2 separate regions of the Macaca mulatta genome follow, and region 1 is linked to region 2. A link is a contact called in public Hi-C data. All regions are on one chromosome and are shown on one strand. The core of a region is the stretch at or near the end of the contact, and the rest is flanking DNA. Distances in the headings are between cores, read along the strand shown. Region 1 holds the start of GPRC5B (G protein-coupled receptor class C group 5 member B). Region 2 holds the start of KNOP1 (lysine rich nucleolar protein 1).

What was found. Hi-C and Micro-C count contacts between places; a contact is called where the count stands out from the background.
Region 1: a Hi-C map of liver shows a contact between it and region 2, with 5 times the contacts expected there. The contact joins the promoter of GPRC5B here to the promoter of KNOP1 in region 2. A contact is called at or near these places in 3 of 14 Hi-C or Micro-C datasets (fetal cortex germinal zone, fetal cortical plate and liver).

Annotation. Positions count from the first base shown.
Region 1 is chr20:19,911,529-19,917,588 of T2T-MMU8v2.0, reverse strand. It overlaps GPRC5B (G protein-coupled receptor class C group 5 member B), which reads left to right and starts at 3,820. Exons shown (of 5, transcript XM_077986397.1): 1 at 3,820-3,982; 2 at 4,681-4,866.
Region 2 is chr20:19,742,391-19,748,908 of T2T-MMU8v2.0, reverse strand. It overlaps KNOP1 (lysine rich nucleolar protein 1), which reads left to right and starts at 2,945. Exons shown (of 6, transcript XM_077986372.1): 1 at 2,945-3,140; 2 at 3,581-3,749; 3 at 6,094-6,518. The coding sequence starts at 6,096. It overlaps IQCK (IQ motif containing K), which reads right to left and starts at 2,910. Exons shown (of 9, transcript NM_001193745.3): 1 at 2,685-2,910. The coding sequence starts at 2,865.

The DNA of each region.
Region 1 (6,060 bases), core at 2,571-5,070, 170 kb before region 2:
GGACCAATGGGGCCATGATGAGGCTACTCCAAGCAATCTTGCATACTCACAGACAAGAACCTGTGGGAGCCGTTCCAGGAAAGGAAGAGATGGTAGCAGTCACATGGTGACTGCAGCTGACACACTGGTTTGTGGATGTCTATGGGGACACCCTGTTGGGGACACCCAGAAACAACTGAAGAACACTTTGCCACTGTGAATTTTTCTTTTCTTTTCTTTTCTTTTCTTTTTTTTTTTTTTTTTTGAGACAAGGTCTTGCTCTGTCACTCAGGCTGGAATGCAGTGCTGCGATCAGAGCTCACTGCAGCCTCAACCTCCCAGACTCAAACAGTCCTCCCATTTCAGCCTCCAGAGTAACTGGGACTACAGGTACATGCTACCATGCCTGGTTACAAATTTTTTGTAGAGATGGAGGTTTTGCTCTGTTGCCCAGGCTGGTCTTGAACTCCATGGCTTAAGTGATCCTCCCACCTCAGCCTCTAAAAGTGCTGGGATTGCAGGTGTGAGCCGCTGTGCCCAGCCTGAATTTTCTAACACTTAATGGGCAGTTACACTTACAGACTGAGGGCATTAAAAGCAGAAAAGAGTGCAGCAATCAATTGGTGAAGTCTGTCATGGGCACAAAATAGTGGAATGGTGGCAGTGGTGTGTTCCACATTTGTTTACTCAGTGCTCCTGGCTGCTCACCCCAAAGATGCTTCCAGAAATGGCAACAGCCTGAAGTGTCCCCCATTGCCGCTCTAAGGGGACTATCAAGTGCTGGAGTCTCAAGGGAGCCTGGGACCCTTCTCAGCCTAGCCAAACAAAGAATGTAGGTAGGAAGTTGATACGGGTTGGATATTTGTCCACATTAAATTTCATGTTGAAATGTGATTCCCAGTGTTGGAAGTGTCTGGGTCATGTGGATGGATCGCTCATGAGTGACTCACAGTAATGAGTGGGTTCTCTCCGTTAGTTCACACAAGAGCTGGCTGATTAGAGGAGTCCAGCATCTCTCTCTCTCTCTCTCTCTCTCTCTCTCCCTCTCTCTCTCCCCACCCCCCCCCCCTCTCGCCATGTGACATGCCGGCTCCCCATTCACCTTCCACCATGAGTAAAAGCTTCCTGAGGCCTCCCCAGAGGCCGAGAAGATGCTGGGGTCAAACGTGCCTGCAGAACTGTGAGCCAAGACATCTCTTTTCTTTATAAATTACCCAGCCCCAGCCACATGTGATGGCTCATGCCTGTAATCCCAGCACTTTGGGAGGCCAAGGCGGGTGGATCACCTATGTCTACCTAAACAATAGACATAGTTCTTGTCCTCATCAAGCTTAAAGATATGCTATGCGTACAGTAGCCACATGTGGTTATTGATATTTATTTATTTATTTATTTATTTTTTTTTTTTTTTTTTTTTTTTTTTTTTTTTGAGACGGAGTCTTGCTCTGTGCCCCAGGCTGGAGTGCAGTGGCGCGATCTCGGCTCACTGCAAGCTCCGCCCCCCCGGGTTCACGCCATTCTCCTGCCTCAGCCTCCCGAGTAGCTGGGACTACAGGCGCCTGCCACCTCGCCCGGCTATTTTTCTTGTATTTTTAGTAGAGACGGGGTTTCACCGTGTTAGCCAGGATGGTCTCGATCTCCTGACCTCGTGATCCGCCCGTCTCGGCCTCCCAAAGTGCTAGGATTACAGGCTTGAGCCACCGCGCCCGGCCTTATTTATTTATTTTAAGAGACAGAGTCTTACTCTGTCACCCAGGCTGGAGAGCAAAGGTGCAATTATAGCTCATTGCAGCTTCAAATTCCTGGCCTCAAGCAATCCTCCCACCTCAGTTTCCCAAAGTGCTGGATTATAGACATGAGTCATCATGCATGTCCGGCCTAAATTTAAATCATAAAACTGAGGCCGAGCTCAGTGACTCAGGCCTGTAATCCCAGCACTTTGGGAGGCCTGGACAGGTGGGTCACCTGAGGTTGGGAATTTGAGACCAGCCTGACCAACATGGTAAAACCCCATCTCCACTAAAAGTACAAAAATTAGCTAGGCATGGTGGCAGACACCTGTAATCCCAGCTACTTGGGAGGCTGAGGCAGGAGAATCGCTTGAACCTGGGAGGTAGAGATTGCAGTGAGCCGAGATCATGCCATTGCCCTCCAGCCCGGGCAATAGAGACTCCATTTCAAAAAAAGCTGAAAGTTCAATCCTCTAGTCATACTAGTCACATATAAAGTGCCCACTGGGCACATGTTTAGTGGCTGCTGTTATCAGACAGTATAGATTGAACAGCACTGAGATACAGTCTTATAGGGGAGGCAGACACCAAGCAGAGAGCCACGCAAATACCTGATTACACACTGATATTGTTTGGCTGTGCTCCCACCCAAATCTCATCTTGAATTGTAGTTCCCATAATCCCCATGTGTCATGGGAGGGACCCAGTGGGAGGTAATTGAATCATGGGGGCAGGTCTTTCCCATGCTGTTCTCATTATAGTGAATCAGTCTCATAAGATCTGATGGTTTTATAAAGGGCAGTTTCCCTGCACACGCCCTCTTGTCTGCCACCACGTGAGACGTGCCTTTGCTCCTCCGTCACCTTCCACCATGATTGTGAGGCCTCCCCAGCCATGTGGAGCTTTGAGTCCATGAAACCTCTTTTTCTTTATAAATTACCCAGTCTTGGGTATTTCTTCATAGCAGTATGAAAAATGGACAAACACACGTACCATGACATTTGTCAGTGGGAAGCCATGGGTAGTGCACTGACCATTTAGTGCCAGGGAAGCCACTGGTTTTTTAGTGTGAGGATAGTGCCAGGGAAGTCACTGGTTTTCATTAGACAAAGTGAACTGGGTACTTGAGAGCCTGACATAGCTCCCTGGACCTCCTGGAGCCATTCTCTTCAAGGCTGGAGACCTAGTGAGCTCTCCTGGGAGATGAGGCTCCTCTGTGACAATGTCTGACCTGGCAGCGGATGACACCAGTTTAACCATTGGTTGATAATATGGCCTGCGGAGCCAGATGGACTGGATTGGATTCTGTCTTTGCCAACTGTCTAACCCCAGGGCAGTACTTAACCCCTCTTGGCCTCAGTGTCTCCATCTGTAAAATAGGGAGAATAACAGTATCTGGCTTCAAGGGTAACTGGAAGGATTAAATGAGTTAAAGAATTGAAAACACTTAGAAGAGCTCCTGGCACACAGGAAGCACTATGTACTCAGCTATTATTATTATCATCCACGGGTGTTTGAACTTTTTGGAGGGAAGGAATGCACCTACCACTCAGCGTACTCCTTCATTTTCACTCTGTGCTTCCTGTGGTATCATCACCCGAAGCGAAACTGACCATCACAGTCAGGGTCTTCTATAAAACAAGTGGGAAAGGGAATATAACTGTAACTGCAATGTTAACCAGTTCATATTAAGGACTTTCCACATGCCAGACCCTGCGTGAAGCACTTTACATGTAACATGTGTTAGACTTTCACAACAACTCCAATAGGCGTGTGCAATGAAAAAGATCTCCATTTTACAGATACTGAGGACATGTGGCTCACAAAAGTGAACCTGCCCACGTTTACGAAAGGATCTCGGCGTCAGTTCCAAGGGCTGCCACCAGGTGACAGTGCCCATCCACTTTCCAATTGAGCAGGCTGGCGGGAACACACTAGAAAATGGTCGTCCCGCAAACGTTTAATGAGCGCCTACTGTGTGCCTGGAACTGTTCTAGGCTCCGAGGATCCATGCAAATAAACCAGGGGTGGGGGAAAAACTACCATTATGGTTCTTCCCTTCCATTTTCCCTTGAATATAATAAAAGGTATCCCAGAGATGCGTGCCCAAGGGGGATGTGGCCTAACCGGACCGGAACTGGGAGGCTGGCGGGGAGGGATGGGAGTATCTGGAAGGGCTACGGTTCCCAAAGATCAGGGGCTGCAACTATTCCCAGAAGGGAGTGTTCTTCTGCATCTCACCTTCCTGCAGCCCGCAGGAGAGGGAAGCAGGGGTCCGTCCTCTCCCTTTGGTATCTTATGTGGCTGGGATGGTTGCGGCGATGGGGGTGGGGACGGGGACGGGGTGGGGGGCTGCGGAGGTGGAAAGGAAATCTCACCCTGAGAATCTGGAGTGCGGGGAAGGGATGCTTCTCAAAGGTCTGTTTCTGGCTTTGGCAGGGGGGCCACCTGAGACTGCTTGGGTTTGCTGGTCTGAAGGTCACCCAGGGAACCAGCCCTATATGGGGTGCCGGAGCGCAGCTCCCAGGCCTGATCGAAGCAATACCGACTTCGGAGAGGCCTGTGGACTAGGACGGGTGAGGGGGACTCAGTGCCGAGGCGGAAGGCTGCCCCGGACCCCTCCTTCAAGCAGGTCCCACGGCCGCCCAGCGGACACGCGTCCGGGCTGTGCCCTGAGCGTCTGCGGAGAGCACAGCCAGTGGCCCGAGCCACTGAGTATGTGTGCCCTGAAGGGCGGTGGACGTGTGCGTACGTGGGTGATGTGTGCGGTAGGGGTGGTGGCCATCCTGCGTAGGGACCCACGTGAGGGGTGCACCGTGTGGACGTGTGTGTTTGGAGGGGCGAAGGACGCGGGTGTTAGACTCAGTGTGCGTAAAGGGATAAGGACACCTGGGAGGTGGGCAGTGAGGAGAGAGGAGTGTGTCCAGGAGGAACCTGCCTAGAGGAGGCCTAGCGGTGTGTGTGCCCCTAGGTGCATACCGGGGTGTTGGTGACTTCGAAGGGCACCCGGCGGGATCGATCCTGTCTGCGTCCTGGACCTGGTGCTGGTGTGTTTCGGGGAAGTTACTGCTTATGAACCCACCTTGGAGTGTGGCCTGGGGGCAGGAAGGCTCCTGCGCTGGGACCCCTCGGTACCCCTCGGTCTGGATACCCTTCGGTAAGTGTATTGGCTGGGGGAGGGGTGTTCCCGAAAATGGATGTACCCTGCGGAGTTGCCCGGCTCGTCTGGATTGTTTCTGGGCGCACTGTGGTTGTGGGGGGAATGTCCCCGAATTGGGGACACGGGAGGTGGGGGGGGTCGTCTTAGCGATCCGGGCTAGAAGCCACGAGCTTGGGCTCCGAGGGTGCATACAGACGGCGCCTAGCCCGGCGCGGAACCGCCAGCGGGACTGGGGGTGGGGCTCGGAGGCCCGGGGGCGGGGCCGGCCGAGGGGCGGGGGCGGGGCCGCGGCCGCTGCAGCAGCGCGGGCCGGGCCAGGGGGCGCCTCGCGCGGCAGCGACTCTGGCAGGCGCTGCAGTGAAGCTGGACCCGCAGGCGGGCGTGCGTGGAGCGGGGGCCGCGGCCGCGCTGCAGAGATGTGACTCGGGCCGAGGGCCAGCTGGAGCGTTGGCGCTGCGGGGCCGCAGGGGTCGGTGAGTGCAAGCTGAGCCGATGCGGTGGAGGACGCTGTGGGGACCCCAGAAACTTTTCCCGCCGTGGATTTGGGAGGATTGGGGGGTCTGCTTCTTGTGTTTTTCTAAGCGGCCCCCCAACCCCAGCCAGGGAGTTCACTGGGAGATGTGGGATCTGGGCGAGGGGAACCACGGTGCGTCGGGAGCGGAGCCGTAGAGGGGTGGGCGGGAGAGGGGAGGGTCTGGGGACCTTTACGGGGAGAGGGGGACTGTGCCTGGATCAGGTAGAGATCCAAGTCTCCCAGGAGGGTCTGGGGGCGACCACAGGTGAAGGGCAGCTGGGGAGCGTAAAGGAACCCAGCCATGTCCTAGTGACTCGTGGTGTGTGAGGAGCTGCGGGCTGGTCCTGGGGCCGCGTGGGGGGGCTGACTGTGGACGGGGCAGGCGCAGCCGGGGGCACAAGGGCTGGACTTTGTGGGTGAACAGCAGCACCTGTCGCGGGGGCTGGGGGTCAAGCCCTTAGCCGGCTTGAGTGCGCATTACTCAGCAAGGGGAGGGGGGGACATGGCGGGGGAAGAGGGCAGAGCTGAGACCTGGGCTGGGGACCAATGACGGGGAGGGGTAGGGAGGAGGGGGCGGCTGCATACAATGGCGCGGCGGGGGGAGTGGCGTTTCCCTTCCAGACAGGGGGCACTTGGACCTCTGGGAGAGGCGGCTAGGCTGGGGATAAGGACTAGAC
Region 2 (6,518 bases), core at 1,696-4,195:
CACCATGTTGGCCAGGCTGGTCTCCAACTCCTGACCTCAGGTGATCCACCCGCCTCGGCCTCCCAAAGTGCTGGGATTACAGGCGTGAGCCACCATGCCTGACCTCATTCTGTAACTCTATCATTTTCTAAGTGGCATCAATTCACTTGCTTTTCAGAGAACACCAAAACCCTTTGTCTTTGCTTTCTCTCTAGAGGCCTATTTGACCAAAATAAACTCAATGTGTAAATCACAACACAAGGCATGTTTCTTTGTCAACAATAATGAACATTTATTGACTACTTTTTAAATGCCAGGCACTGTGCTAAGCACCTTTTCATACATCCTTACCTGGTCCTCACAACAGCCCTGTAAGGTAGGTACAACAATTATCTCTCTTTTACAGATGAGGCTGAGTAACTTTTCCAACAATCCTCTAGTAAACTGTATCATAAGGCACTGTTTGGCTTGGAGAAGTGAAAGCTCTGGGGGAAAGACAGCCATAATAACTACTGTCAAATATCTGAGTAGACTCTTTGAGGTGGAGTGATTAGCTCCCTGAATCATAGCACCAAGAGGTAAGGACCTAGGGGTGAAAGTGACAAAGAGAACATCCAAAATGAAAGGGATTTTTCCAGCACGATGTAAGGTTGGAGAAGGAATTTAAGTACTGGATGGGGTTGAAATAGACAACTTTTGAGGGCATCTATCAACTAAGTCTACTATTCTCTTCCTTCTCTGTATTCTCCACTTCTTTCAAGTCATCACATATACTGGTACATTCATTCTTTTTTTCCATTCAATAAACATTTACTGATCTGCGCTATCCAATACAGTAGCTACTATCCAAATGTGGCTATTTAAATTTATTAAAATTAAGTTCAGGCTAGGCCCGGTGGCTCACGCCTGCAATCCTAGCACTTTGGGAGGCTGAGGTGGGTAGATCACCTGAGGTCAGGAGTTCGAGACCAGCCTGGCCAAAATGGTGAAACCCCTTCTCTATAAAAATAAAAAAATTAGCTGGGCATGATGGTGGGTGCCTGTAACCCCAGCTACTCAGGAGGCTGAGGCGGGAGAATCGCTTGAACCCGGGAGGTGGAGGCTGCAGTGAACCCAGACAGCACCACTGCACTCCAGCCTGGGCAACAGTGCAACACTTTCAAAAAAAAAAAATAAATAAATAAATAAATTAGGTCCAACAAGAAATTCAGTTCCTCAATTGCACTAACCACATTTCAAATGTTAAATAACCACTTTTTTTTTTTTCTTTTTTTTTGAGACGGAGTCTCTCTCTGTCACCCAGGCTGGAGTGCAGTGGCGCGATCTCGGCTCACTGCAACCTCCACCTCCCTGGTTCAAGGGATTCCCCTGCCTCAGCCTCCCAAATAGCTGGGATTACAGGCGCACACCACCACGCCCGGATAATTTTTTTTTTTTTTTTTTTTTTTTTTTTGAGACGGAGTCTCGCTCTGTCGCCCAGGCTGGAGTGCAGTGGCCAGATCTCAGCTCACTGCAAGCTCCGCCTCCCGGGTTCACACCATTCTCCTGCCTCAGCCTCCCGAGTAGCTGGGACCACAGGCGCCGCCACCTCGCCCGGCTAATTTTTTTTTTTGTTTTTTTAGTAGAGACGGGGTTTCGCCGTGTTAGCCAGGATGGTCTCGATCTCCTGACCTTGTGATCCGCCCGTCTCGGCCTCCCAAAGTGCTGGGATTACAGGCTTGAGCCACCGCGCCCGGCCCGGATAATTTTTTTTTTTTTTTTTTTTTTGTATTTTTAGTAGAGACGGGGTTTCACCGCGCCGTTTCAGGCAGCTTAGGTAGTGATGGTGGCCACATGAATTAAAAATCTGAGTGTTTGAACTTGAGGAGCTTATGGTCTAGTGGAAAAAAAAAAAAAAAACCACCACCAGCCAACATTATTCATTAAGAACTAGCGCTTTCGCAGCTCCTTCTGTAAATCGAGCAGTTTTTGTTTCTTTTCCCAATAAGCCTTTTGCACTCCTAAAATCACGCTGTTCACTAAGCACTTTTTGTGACTATCTGGTTCCATCTTCCTAACACCATCGAAATAGGTGTCATTATTATGCCCACTTTGCAGACAGGGTAACAAGTTAAATAATTTGCCCAACCTGAGTAACGAATACTGAGAAGGGCCACAAAGGAAGATGTGCTCAACTCCGTTTGGGGAGGTTAAGGAAGGTTTGAAGCAAGAAGGGACTAATACTTACCGTTTGTCCACACCATGGTTACGGAACGCGTGGGCCGCCGACTACTTACTTTAGGATTACCTGGGGTGCTCTTTTTTAAAAAGTGCAGATTCCCTGCATCCCAAGTTGAAGCTCTGTGGGCGGGGCCTGGGAGCCTACATTTTTAACAAGATCCCCGCCCCTGACCCAGCAATTCTTTTCTGTTCACTAAATGAAGTTTAAGAACCACTGGTCCACACCGCATGGTTCTCTTTATTCAGCTTTCCCTCGCTGTTCCCTTGCCTTTGACCTCACTACCGATGGCGATTGGAGGCCGCGCTGCGTAACCGCGGGCTAGCCTCTCCGAGCCTCAGTTTCTCCGTGCGTAAAATGAGGAGCCCGGGCCCGCGGAGCTGCTGCCCGGCGGCCCCGCCCGTCAGCCGCCAGGCGCACAGTGGGCGCTCCTCAAACGCGGCCCCCACCCGGGTCCCGCCCCTCTCGGCCAGCCCGGGCTGCCTACCGTCGCAGATCTGCTCCCACAGATTCTTGCTTGACGGCTCGGCGACCTGCCACGGCGAGACAGGCAGCTCGCGGGAACCGAGAGACACGGTGGGCACCGGCGTCCGGGTGAACGACGAGTCTGTAGAGCAGCTGGGCTTACGGGGCACTGTGTGGCTGGGGACTTGCCGCGGTGCAGCCATGGCCGCGGTTTCCACGGTAACCGCGTTCGCCGGGAGGCCGCGACCCGGAAGAAACCGGAACCCGAGAGGGTGGGCCGGCGACTCGAAGTGGACTTCCGGGTCGCGGCGGAGCGGGCTCTCACGTGGAGGCGGGGAAATTTCGCCCACCGGTGAGTGCCAGGATGCGTTGCAGGCGGGCCGGCGCGGGGTCTGGAGATTACACCAGAGGAAATGCGCGGCGGAGAAGTCGGGGAAATGCGGGCCACCCGCATCCCTAAATCCGACCCCTTCAGTCGGTGCGCGCCTGCTCCGGCCTGAGGCCGCCGCCTCCAGAAAGTTTTCCCGCCTCAGAGCCGGGCCTGGGACCCCACGTAATCCCTCCCAGTCTGTTTGCTGCGGAGGCTTGGGCGCATGGGAGCCCTGGAGGCACCGATCTCACTTCCTGGCTCCCGCGCGTCCTGCCGGTGATCCTACGGGGGAGTGGGGTGTTGCTGCACTGGGTTTGGAGTCCTGTGGGTGGAATTCCGATCTCCTGTTTTCCACTTGATGGCTTTGGAACCTAGGGCAAGTGAATTATTAGTCTCTGGAGCTTGTGAGGTCGGGTATTCACAATGATCCTCACAAAGCTGCCGCGGGAATTTAAAAGCGCTTTTGTAGAAAGCATATGTGTTTGCAGGACATGCACTGTAATGTTCTTTTCCTTTCTCTTTGAAAGAGTGAATGCATTTGGTCGCAGGGCTCAAGAGGAGGATGCTATCTGTACTTTTCTAAATGGCAGAGATGGGGAGAGAAGGGGATTAAGAGTTGACCCGCAACCTCCCGGTGGATTCTTTGTTCTTACCAGATCTCTTGGCCACTCCCCTCTTCTGAAGTCGTCTTGGCTTTCTTGACTACACTATTTCAAGGTTTGCACCTTCTTTGCAAGCTCTTTTATCTCTGCCCACTTATTTAAATGCCAATACAATAGTCCCCCTCCCCCGTTATCCCCGGGCAGTACGTTCCTAAACCCCCAGTGGATGTCTGAAACCACAAATAGTACCGAACCCTAAATATAACTATGTTTTTTCTTTTGTATACTACCTGTGACAAAGTTTATAAGTTAGGCACAGTAGGGCAGGGTGCGGTGGCTCACACCTGTAATCCCAGCACTTTGGGAGGCCGAGGTGGGCGGATCACTTGAGGCCAGGAGTTGGAGACCAGCCTGACCAACGTAGTAAAACCCCGTCCCTACTAAAAATACAAAAATTAGCCGGGCGTGGTGGTATATGCCAGTAATCCCAGCTACTCAGGAGGCTGAGGTGTGAAAATTGCTTGAACCGGGGAGGTGGAGGTTGCAGTGAGCCGAGATCATGCCACTGCACTCCAGCCTGGGCAACAGAGTGAGATCTTGTCTCACAAAAAATTAGGTACAGTAAAAGATTACCAACAATCTAGCTAGTAATAAAATAGAACAATTACAACAGTATATTGTAATAAAATTTGCACGCGTGTGATCTCCCTCTCAAGATAACTTGGTGTGCTGTGCTCACCTATTTTGGGACCAGGGTTGACCGGGGTAACTGAAACCTGGGAATGGGAAACCTGGGATTGGGCCGGGGACTACTGTATTTTTTGAGGTCTTGTCTCAGGCTTGTTCTGTTCAAGGCTTAATCACCACCCATACATTCCTAACTTTATGTCGCCCATGTCAGCACGGCCACCCAAACACACCTCATCCATATATTCACCTGTCCAGTGAACATCTCCAAAGCATCTGTCCAATCAAGCCTGTCCCTTCAGCCGCTTGCCTTCAGTACCTTTGTCTCAGGGATTAGTAGCACCATCCTGCAGTTGTTCTTCAGAAATTTTCCTGACAACTGGTAGGACAGGTTATACAACCTCTACCACCCTGACCTTACCACTTGCTTTTATCACTTGTATCCTTGTTATTAAACCTTATTTCCTTCCACACCTACTTGCTTCTTGATGGGTGGTGGTTTATGTTGTTCATCTCTGTCTCTCTAGCATGTATTCATTCATTCAGTGAGTATTTATTGAGCACCTGATATGTGCCAGGCACTGAGCAGGATGCTAGAAATAAACCAGGAAACAGGGCAGACAGGAATGAATGAGTATAGTTATTCCCTTGACTCTTCAAGGTGCTCCTGGAGTGAGTTATGAATGAACTTGACCTGTAGCTCAGGCCTGGCCTGGCTCTTTGAAGCTCTTAACAGTGAGCCAGCTCCAGTGTGGACCCTGTAGGTTCTGAAGCTGAGGACGGCTGCAGGATGGAGAAGCTTTTCTTTTCTCTCCCATAATCCTAACTGCCTGTTAGATATTTTGGGATATTTTGCTTCTAAATTCTGGGAATGTCTAGTGCAGGGAGCAGCAGGAACTTGGCTGGGGACTGGAGTGAGAGAAGTGGTCCAGCTGGACGCTGAAGGGTATTGAGGACCCCACAGCCGTTTCTCACAGGTGCTTCCATGGTATCTGTCCAAGACAAGCTGGGTGCCCTCAGTACTGTGTATCACTGTGACTCATTCAGTGTTGGCAATCAACTTCACATTTTAAAAACAGTGAAACTAGGCCAGGCAAGGTGGCTCATGCCTGTAATCCCAGCATTTTGGGAGACTGAAGCAGGCGGATCACTTGAGGTCAGGAGTTTGAGACCAGCCTGGCCAACATGGTGAAACCCCGTCTCTCCTAAAAAGGAAAAAAAAAAAAAAATCAGCTGGGTGTGATCGCGGTTGTCTGTTATCCCAGCTACTCAGGGGAGGCTGAGGCTGGAGAATCACTTGAACCCAGAGGCGGAGGTTTCAGTGAGCCAAGATCATGCCACTGCCCTCCAGCCTGGGCGACAGAGCAAGACTCTGTCTCCAAAAAAAAAAAAAAAAGAAAAAAGAAAAAGGGATTTCACAATGTACCAAGCACTTTTCATGCGTTGTCTCATTTACTCTTTTCAACACCCTTTTGAGGAAGGAGGTGTTATATTCCCCCATTTTCCAGATGAAGAAATTGAGGCTCAGGGAGGTTAGCTGATTTACTTAAGGTGAGAGAACCATTTAGGTTTGAACCTAGGGCTGTCTGGATATAAAATTTATGCTGTTTCTATTGTATTTCTTTTTTTGCTCTAAAGGAATCATGTCCATTTTCCCTATCCCGTAATGCTTAGTCCACCCACTCAAAGAAACATGGCTCTTGGCAATGCTTAGTAGAACTGAACACAGGATGGCTTGGTATAGGGGTAACTTGTACCATTTGTTTTTTCAGGAATGATCACCAAGACACACAAAGTAGACCCTGGGGTCCCAGAGAAGAAAAAGAAGAAGAAAGTGGTCAAAGAACCAGGGACTCGATACTCAGTTGTAAACAATGATGATTACTTGGCCGATGTTTCTTCTGTAAGAGCCACATCCCCCTCTAAGAGTGTGGTCCATGGGCAGGCGCCTGAGATGCCTCCAGTGAAGAAAAAGAAGAAGAAAAAGACGGGTCTCAGCACCCCTTGCGAGGGGCATGTGGAACCTGAGACACTGCTGCATGCCAGACGGGCAGAGAAGTCACCCAGCCCCAGGAAGCAGGTGCTTGGCCACTTGGAGTTCCTCAGTGGGGAGAAGAAAAAGAAGTCACCTCTGGCCATGTCCCATGCCTCTGGGGTGAAAACCTCCCCAGACCCTAGACAGAGTGAGGAGGAAACC